3 separate regions of the Zea mays genome follow, and all the other regions are linked to region 2. Evidence: chromatin contacts called from public Hi-C data. All regions are on one chromosome and are shown on one strand. Each heading gives the region's core, a stretch centred on a gene start, on an enhancer-like site or on the middle of the called end of the contact. The rest is flanking DNA. Distances are from core to core; before and after follow the strand shown.

The links. Hi-C and Micro-C count contacts between places; a contact is called where the count stands out from the background.
Region 1: a Hi-C map of leaf shows a contact between it and region 2, with 6 times the contacts expected there. The contact joins the promoter of LOC103634444 here to the promoter of LOC100274995 in region 2. A contact is called at or near these places in 4 of 25 Hi-C or Micro-C datasets (bundle sheath, ear, leaf and 1 more) and 1 of 3 datasets of contacts at active chromatin or transcription factors (seedling).
Region 3: a contact with region 2 is called in a Hi-C map of tassel, with 4 times the contacts expected there. The contact joins the promoter of LOC103633601 here to the promoter of LOC100274995 in region 2. A contact is called at or near these places in 5 of 25 Hi-C or Micro-C datasets (ear, leaf, root tip and 2 more) and 1 of 3 datasets of contacts at active chromatin or transcription factors (leaf).

What each region holds. Positions count from the first base shown.
Region 1 is chr7:183,744,212-183,747,294 of Zm-B73-REFERENCE-NAM-5.0, reverse strand. It overlaps LOC103634444 (pyruvate decarboxylase 3), which reads right to left and starts at 1,574. Exons shown (of 1, transcript XM_008655966.4): 1 at 1-1,574. The coding sequence starts at 1,068. It overlaps LOC103633603 (ubiquitin-activating enzyme E1 3), which reads right to left. Exons shown (of 7, transcript XM_008655310.3): 6 at 2,945-3,083; 7 at 2,075-2,818. The coding sequence ends at 2,222.
Region 2 is chr7:183,583,139-183,586,432 of Zm-B73-REFERENCE-NAM-5.0, reverse strand. It overlaps LOC100274995 (CASP-like protein 4B1), which reads left to right and starts at 1,940. Exons shown (of 1, transcript NM_001149220.2): 1 at 1,940-2,854. The coding sequence starts at 2,015. The coding sequence ends at 2,701.
Region 3 is chr7:183,711,144-183,714,442 of Zm-B73-REFERENCE-NAM-5.0, reverse strand. It overlaps LOC103633601 (SNF2 domain-containing protein CLASSY 1), which reads right to left and starts at 1,816. Exons shown (of 6, transcript XM_008655307.3): 1 at 1,614-1,816; 2 at 1,348-1,442; 3 at 1,033-1,274; 4 at 1-941. The coding sequence starts at 1,396.

The DNA.
Region 1 (3,083 bases), core at 325-2,824, 160 kb before region 2:
GCGGTCCGGCTGCACCACCACCGCCTTGTCCTTCCTGAGCAGGATGGAGTAGCCCACGGAGCTGTAGTCGTTGAAGATGGGGCCCGCCAAGAGGTAGGCGTCGGCGGACTCCACGATCTCGGCGCAGAACGCCGTGCTCACGGCGCCCCAGTAGGTGCCCAGGAACCGCGGCAGCGTCTCCGGCACCAGGCCCTTGGCCGACGGCATGGCCGCCACCGCGTACCCGCTCGCCTCCGCCAGCTCCACGAAGGCGGCGGCGGCCTTGGCCACGCGGATCTTGGGGCCGGCCACCACCACCGGCTTCACGGCCTTGTCGAGGAACGACACGGTGGCCTCGACGGCGGCGGCGAGACCCGTCAGGTTGCTAGGCCTTGGCGCCAGCAAGTATGGCACAGGGTCCGTGGCGAACGTCGGATGCGGCAGCCCCGGCAGGTTGCAGCTGACGCTCATGTAGACGGGCTTGCTCTCCCTGAGCGCCGTGGAGATGGCCCCGTCGATCTGCTCGTGCGCGTCCTCCAGGTTGTTGACGACGGCCTGGTGGCAGGTGACGGGCTGGAAGCACCGCAGCTCCTGCGAGAAGTCCGGGAGGCCGATGGTGTGGTGGAGGACGCGGTTGGTGCCGTAGTCGTTGGAGTTGGGCCCGCCCACCACGCACACCACGGGCAGGTTCTCGCTGTAGGCGCCGGCGATGGCGTTGAGCACGCTGAGCCCGCCCACGGTGAAGGTGACAACGCAGGCGCCCACGCCCCGCGCGCGCGCGTACCCGTCGGCGGCGTACCCGGCGTTGAGCTCGTTGCAGCAGCCGACCACGCGGAGGCCGGGCTCCGCGATCAGGTGGTCCAGCAGCGTCAGGTTGAAGTCCCCCGGCACGGCGAACACGTCGCTCACGCCCACCTGCACCAGCCGCCGCGCCAGGTGCCGGCCCAGGGTCGCGTCCCTAGGAGGAGGCTCCCCGCCGCCGCCGGTGGACGTGATGAAGCCTGAAACGCCGGATGCAGGGCAGGCCACCGCGCCGCTCGCCGCGGGCCTGTGCCCGTCCACGGACCCGACGATGCCGCTGGTGTCCATGGAGACGAGATGCTTTCATGCATGGATAGATTTGGTTCTTTTTAATAAGGAAATGGGAGACGTAGCGGGCGGGCGGGCGAGAGCAAATTAAGCGCGGCGATTGACTTTGGTTGACTTGTGTAACACGACGCTTTAATTAAAATGGGATTGGGGACCAAGTCATGAACGTTTGTCTATTGAACTACAAATAACTCCCTTATTTTGTACGTGACAAAACACCACCATTTTAAGACCGACGGAGAACCACATGGACATGGTGACCTCCTGAAACTCCCTCCATGGCGTGACTAGAGGTGACAATGATAGAGATATATACCGTTTAGTTTCACACCAATTTCTATATTAACCTATTCAAATTCATATTTAGATATTTCGATCGTTTTTTTTTGTTTTAGACAAATATAAAAACTGGACAGAAACAATTTGAACGTTTTCGATTTTTCCCGTTTTAATCGAGATATCTCAGTTTTAGTCATATAATATCATGTATTAGATCATGCAATAAATAAATCAAAGACGACCATGTCACATCGTAACAAACTAGTCAATAATTGATCATTTTTTGTTAGCTATACGTATGTTATAAAATATCTCTACTACCTATTAAACACATAGTGTAAACTACACGACGTGCCCCTGCCTCCTTATCCACCGTCGCCGCAACGAACTCAATACTAGATATAGTTTAAAATATGTTACTAAATTTTTAACTTATATTTTTATTTTATATAATAAAAATATATAATTTATACTCTAAATTAAGACTTAATGTGGTGGCTCTCAAGTGGACTCACGAGCCTAAACAAGCCCGAATCAAGCTAGGTCTCTCAACTCACCGAGCCAAGACTAACTAGCTGGGTTACCAAGCCGAGATCAGCTCGTTTCCGGTTTCCGGTCCTACTTGTGACTAGTAAATCTCTTTGGGTGTAGTTTAGAAACCCCATTTTCTCAAGGTATTTCTATTTTTCAAGAGAAATTAATTCATTTTTAATTGGAAAAATAGAAATGCCTTAAAAAATAGGTTCCCAAATTAGCCCTTGGCATGGGAATTTGATTGAATGCAGTCCATCGTCTGTTTATCGTTCCAGATGACCGAATGTGTTCTCTTGGACGACATAATAGACTTGACTTTGTATGTGCAGATAGAGGGAGACTATCGGAAGTACACCGAGACTAGAGGAATGTCAATGTCATTCCCATCGTCATCCTCGCATGCTACCACCACATCTATGTGCCTCCGGTATTCAGGAACCTCCACCTTGGCCACCTCCCTGGCGACATCAACCACCTTCCTCTGCAGCCTCTCCTTGTGCCTCGCGAACATGCTGTTGTACAGCAGACAGGTGCCGCAGGACATGCTGTAGGCGCTGAGGCCCTTGTCACTGAACCACTGCAGCAGTTCCGCCACAGTCAGGTTGCCCCTGATAGTCCACCGGTCCCATACGGTCCACCTCATATCTTGATGCTTCATCAGCTTGGCCCCAACCGGCTCCGCCATAGACAGCAGAGGTATAGCTAGGTTGGCGAATGTGTTGCGGTAGTCCTCCATGGGGTGCTCCCCAGCAATGACCTTGTACAGCTCCAGGCACACTAGACCTGTGGCCATGGCTGTTGAAGTTGCGATGGCCGGGATGATCCTTCCGGCGATGAACTTAGCCTTCAACTTGTCAACCTCAGGAATGCTGTAATTCCTTGCGCGCATGTTTGCAAGCCCAGCTATTAAATCCATGTGAAAATTAGTATCATCATCCTGGGGAAAGAAAGCAGCGCATGCTATTAAATTCATATCCATCTGACTCGAACAAACAAAATCCTAATAAAAGAAAAGTGCACGTTGGGGAACCTTCTCAAATTGAGTTTCATTTGGAATACTTACCTTCTCAAATTGGATAGGTTTCATTTGGAACCCTGGTGGCAGGCCCTTGGCATATTCTTCCAGTTTCGCCAAAAGATCATTAATAACAGCAACATCATCAACTGAGGCGCTAGAAAGGTTAGTAGCCTTCTCATCTGTC
Region 2 (3,294 bases), core at 691-3,190:
GCTCTACCAAAGGAGCTTCAATACGAGATGCATTTGGCATTTGTGGAGACAACCCGACTGGAGCATCGCAATGACTAACATATAACTTTTGAACAACCACATCCAAACATGGTGGAACCATCGTCTTCACAATTCTTACATATCTCACCCAGTCATCTTATGAGGCAATGGAGATCAACCGTCGGACAACTGTTCCATATGTAATATGGGACAACAAACCCTGGATTGATATTCTAGGGTCGTTTATGTTGCACCTAATCTCCTCACAAGCTCGAGCGAAAATCTTGTCAAAAGATGGTCTTTCATCGAACATCATGGTCACGATCTTCATACCAGCAAAACGAACATTCCCATAAGCATCTATCTTCACGCTTCCTCCATGGTATAGTGTCACTAGGGTGTCCATCTATTGCAAACACATTACTAACTCAATATCCATTAAATATGGTATCTGACTAACACTATCAAGTAAAAAAATGGGCAGCACCTCCCCTATATGGTCAAGTTTCTAAAACCTGCAGATAAACCGATGGCTGAACATATAAAAGTACTAAACTAAATAAACCCTAAGCTAAATAAATGCTAAACAATGTTAATTAACTCTAACTTCTACCTTACAAGTAAACCATAAACCTTAAACTATGCTACAAAATTAATGACTACTCACTAACGACTAAACCTAACTCATTAATAATTAAAAATGGCACATGGCATGAGAACTAATTTAAATAACTTATAAATAACATGTAAACAATAACTAAAAACTAACTAAACAATTAATATCAAATAAATACGTATAAATTATTTTAAAATTTAAAAAATACCTTGGACAGCCGCCGGCGGCTCGGGCGGTGGCGCGGGCGCGCGAAGGGTCGGTCGGCGGGGAGCAGGGGGCCGGGCGGCGTTGCGGGCGGCGCGCCGAGGAGCAGGGGGTCGGTCGGCGACGAGCAGGGGCCAGGCGACGCTCGGGCGGCACGACGGGGAGCAGGGTGGTAGGCGGCGTCGCGGTGAGCGACGCGAGGCACAGGGACCTCGGGCGGCGCGACGCGGGGGACGGCGGGCGGCGCGGCGCGGGGGCCTCAGGTGGGCGGCGGGACAGCCTGTGGCGCAGGGGAACGACAGAAAGGAAGAAGAAACGGCTCGGACGCTTATGTCATAGCTCGGTGCCAAGATCTGTGGCACCGAGCTAGGCGCCACGTCGGCTACCGCGTCAGCCAGCTCGGCGCCACAGATCACGGTGCCGAGATGTGTTATCTCGGCGCCACATCCCATGGCGCCGAGCTTTGGGTCCAAAATTGTATATAAAATTTCTGGGGGTCCAAACGTAAACATTTTTTGAAAATAGGGCTGAAAAAGAAAAAATTCAGTCCGTATGCCGGCTACAGGAGGCAAAAATCGCCACAGCGCTGCCCCTAGCAGGGCTCCTACGTGGAGGTCCGCTTCTCTCCCCCTTGTTGTGGCGTGCGTGCGACTGCCCTCCAAGTACTGTTGACGTGGGCCCACTTTCAATTATTAGTAGAAGAAAAATTAATAGTAGATGAAAAGTATGTATAGAAAATGATATTTTATGTTGTAGTGGGGTATAGTGGAATAATTTAGGGGGAACCGCTGCAGGAGATGAAGAAGTAGATGATAAAATGTTGATGATGTGACGTAAAAAGTGATATAGGGGAAGAATTTTAGAGAGAACAACCTAAGTAAAACTGTTGATGACAGCAACTGCTTGCAGGGTGAATTGGGTGCTTGCTTACGCAGGAAAGAGGGCTTAATCAGACACCTGGGCAACATATCTGATAAGCTATTTTCCTGGTCTGGCACGAAGATTGTATAGGTTGGCGGTTGCTTAACACGCGACGCAACGCAAGGCTGTACACAAAGGCCCAAAAAAAGCAAGAAAAGCAGCCATCAACAAAAGCAAGACGCGATTCGCTCTCCATCCATCACCACTTTCTTCGTTAATCGTTACATTTAGCTGGCCCTCTGTATGTAGCATTTGCTTCCCCGCTAAGAAGGCATGGACCTGGACATCATGGCGATGCCCACCACGCCCAAAGCCACCACCAGCAGCCCCGCCGCGTACTACGTCGCCAAGCCTCCTCCTCCTCCTCCTCTGGGCTACGCGGTTCACAACAAGGCGGCGGCGGCGGCCTACGATTCCTACGACGGCCGACACGGCGGCATGGTCGCCACCACCACCACCACCCGGTCGTCCTCCTCGGCGGCGCGCCACCACCACCACCACCACCACCACCAGCAGCCGGCGGGAGCGCGGGCGCTGGACGGGGTCCTGCTGCTGCTGCGCGCGGCCGCGTCGGTCATGGCGTTCGTGGCCGTCGCGCTCGTCGCGTCCTGCCGCCACGGCGACTGGATGGAGTTCGCGCGCTACCCGGAGTACCGGGGCCTCCTGGGGGCCTCCGCGCTCGCCTGCGCCTACTCCGCCGCGCAGGCCACCCGTGGCTTCCGCCGGATGCGCGCCTCCGGGAGAGCGGGTGGCGGCCTCGCGGATTTCGCCGGCGACCAGGTGGTGGCGTACCTGCTCATCACGGCGTCGGCGGCGGCTCTCCCCATCACCCTCCGCATGAGATCCGCCGTACTCAACGTCTTCACGGACGCCATGACGGCCGCCATCAGCCTGGCTTTCATAGCCTTTGCGGCGCTCGCCTTGTCCGCCGTGCTCTCCGCCGCCGCGCAACCATACTAGTAGCAGTTCGCAGTACACGGCCACATCCTCACACTCATTATACTGCTGGTTACAACGTGAGTGATGCATCGTATAAACAACCACAATACCTAATGCAGTCATGTAAACCACTTTTTTTTCAATATAATACTAGCCCGCAACAATTTTCCCCAACCTCTCTCTCTCTCAATTAAAAAGGAACATATGTCGTGCAAACATTGATGTGTTTTTAAAAATGTTTTTTTTTCAAAACAATTCTTCCATCTCCTTCTATATACTATTTTTTAAAAGGTTGTGCTGGGCTGCTGGCACATAAAGCCCATACGCCAGGCCTGATCTAGGCTGCTCTGTGTGAAACCTAGGCCCATAAACATCAGGGCCCGTGCATTCCAGACAGGCCCATCATCTTCATCTTTTGCTGGGAAAGTTCAAGTCGGAGTCCCAAACCTCGCATCGCATTTCCCCGCATCCGCAGCTCACATCGCTCCCCCGAACCCGAACCCAAATCCCAAGCAACCACTTCGTCGACCATGGGGCAGGGCACTCCGGGAGGAATGGGCAAGCAGGGCGGCGCCGGCGACCGCAAGCCGGGGGACGCCGGCGACAAGAAGGAC
Region 3 (3,299 bases), core at 567-3,066, 130 kb before region 2:
GCTGGCGTATGTGGAATGTAAGAATCTGAACACCCTTGGTCTGTTGTGTTCTTCTTTATTTCCATTGAGATCTGTTTCTCTTTTACAGGCAAAGAGCACTGATTTCTTTTCACTGGGTACTTGTGCTCGGCTGCCATAGACCTTGGATTTTCTAAGGCCTCTTCATCACTTGATTCTCTCTGCTCTGATGAATCACAACTCAAGCCGCTCTCCGAATCTTCATACTTAGTAGATGGTCCATCTGCTTCTTTCTTGTTGTAGGTCCGGTTGAAATTACGCGCATCATAACTAGTAAAGCGATCTGGTTGAGTTTTCATACGCTTTGAGCGTCTTATGTCCACATGCGCATACAAGATCTCGACATCTTGTGCACTATCAGATTCTCCCTTCACGGCGATACACCCATCTTCTGTGAGATTGCCTTCTTCAACCTGAGTGACTGGAACTGTTCTGGTAATTGGGCGTAAAGCCTCACCACGTGGTTTGAATGATATTATGTCCATGTTCTTCCCAAAACCTGGAGGTATGCTCATGGAATCAATACTATCCCGTGCTTGGTCTCCTTTGATGATCTGGTAAATGATGTTGCCGTCGACCATCTTGATGTTGAATTCCATTCTCCTCAGGCTAGACAAAACTATGAGGTATGCGACTTCCAGGGAGAATCTTGCACTTAGCAGCTTGCTTCTGTTATGATGGAAGCAGTCCACTGCAGAATTCCATCGCACGCTCCCATCCTGGAGCTCCTCAGGTTGGAGATTCTGCAAGATGCAGATGTCGTCTATCGTCACTACGTCAGCTATTGTACCGGATATCACTTTTTCTTTGCTGCCTGGGCACTGGTCTTTGTAGAAAATAACGGCAAACAAGCATAGGCACCGGTCCGATTGATGGTTTCTCTTGATTTTGATGAGCCTTGCATCACGGCAGCACAACAGTACCTGCACGTATAAAGAGAACAAAGCGGATGTGAGATGATGCATCCATTCCATATTGAAGTAAGGATAGCAAAGATGGAAGGAAGTGACATACAGAATCTTTTGTTTCTCCTCTGTAAACTGCTTGCCATACACAAACATCGGCGCCTGGCTTGAGAACATGTGAGCAATCCGAGCAAGTTGCCTTTCTAGAACGAACGCGCAGATAGGACCCATCAATATCATGCTGGACTGCGACTGCGTATCCAGAGGAGACAAATTTTACAAGCAAACCACCATCCCGTATCATTATAGAATTGGCTCCATGCCATGATCCGTTATGAAACGCCTCAAACGCTGCAAGCAACGGATAGATCCTAAGTTTCTGTCCGCTGGCACAAGAGATGCAGGTGCTGAAACTATCACTTACGGACTGGAGCGATGGGGTTGCTGTGGTGGCCTGTGGATCCCTTGACCATGTTGACAGCAATATTACTTGAGGCACATGAACACAAACGAAAGTGCCTGCTAAACACAACACAGACAAAAGAAAAGTTCATAGCCAAAATGGAACAAAGATTCGGCTTTGGTTACCGGTGACTGACTCACGGCGGCAACGATTAAAGAAAACCCCAGCCCCGGTTCTGACAGAGACGAAGATAATCAACCCACACAATAAAAGCAGGGCTACCTTACCGGATACCAGTAGAAGGAAGACAATCGATTGCACTGCCGCTGTGGATGGGCAATGCGGCGGCCGGCGGCCGGCGGCTGGCGGCTGGCGAAGTATACCAGGCCGTTGAACAGTGAAGAAGATGGGTTGGCCGTTGGGGCCTTGAGGAAGGAAAGGAAGTGGAGTGGAGTCCACAGTCAAGTCCTCAAGCTCCAGGTGTCCAGCCAACAAATGGCATCGCCCGCTTTTTTTTTTAATCATCATCGTGGGCCCCAGCGAGGAGTGAAGGCAGCGCGCACCCGAAACCCAAAAACAGAAGTGTAAAAGGCTGACTAATTTACCATATTTAGCGTAACTTTTTTTAGATATTAGTTCTTCAATTCAAAAGGCTAACCTTACTTGAAGTATGACATAATTAGCCACGAACTAAACAGACCCTTGATAAGACAACGGGTCTAAAAATATATTCTCGGACCTTTAGATTACACCGTAAAAAATTGTATCATATATATCTTCTCTATCTTCAATAACGTTATCTAAATTTGATCCTCTATATTTACAATATTACTCAATTTCATAATCTACATTTTATTTTTACCAACCTTGTACTTAAAAATTTAAATTTATTGTGTATTTCATGAAATTTAAATATTTGTTACATTACTTTTCAATTTTAGCGAGGAATTCTTATCGCTTCTAATAAGCAAAATAGTATACCGGAAATTTGTATTATAAATTGTTTGACGCAAAAAAACGATCTTACGCTGGAAAAGTTACACACACGCCCAACAAGACGTACTGGTACACGAACAAAAAAAGTAAACAACGAGCAAGACACCGTTTACCGAACGCTAGAAAGACGCTAGATTTAGTAGACGACACACCCATGCTACAATTTACTGGGTTAAGACTGCCTCCAGCAATACACGCTAAATGGTTCTGTACTCTAAATTTAACTGCCTCCAGCAATACACGCTAAATGGTTCTGTACTCTAAATTTAGAGTACGAAACGTTCTCTATGTCGTCCAACAAGGAACTCTAAAAGGAACTCTAAAATATAAAGGACGTACGGCGAACGCTAAACGTAGAGGAGTCCTTACGCGCACTATCCGTCTGCTCAGCCCTGGGGCCCGCTCTTCAATGTGGTCATCCGTCTGCAGCTACCTCTACTACCTCTGTTGGCCGATTAATTCTATTCTTTTTTTTGCGTGTAAATCTAATAGTAGCAGCACTTTTGCTAATTGGGATTATTAGATTAGTATTATCAGTTTATGTCCAATATATATATAGATATGTACGTAGACGGCGTTATGAAAAAATGATTAGTAATGTCGGTTGCAAAATGTAATTATTATAATTAGTTCCTAATTCATTTTTATAAAATTTCTAAAAATAAATAACTTCATTTTTCCATTACGCACATAAGTTCAAATTGTATTAATATAAAAAATAAGTATTAAAAATGAGTATATGAATTCTGTTAGATATAGAGTACCGAATTTAGAGGACGTTGCTGGAGTTGGCGAAGATATAGAGGACGAAATTTTTTAGAGAGTTCTGTAAAGGACAGAGAATATTCCTTTAGGGGATAGAATTTAGGGGGACGTTGCTGGAGACAGCCTAATACCAAACACTGCTGGATGTGTACAAATCTCCTTCAACCGAAAAAGAGGGTGTTTGAATACACTAAAACTAATAGTTAATGGTC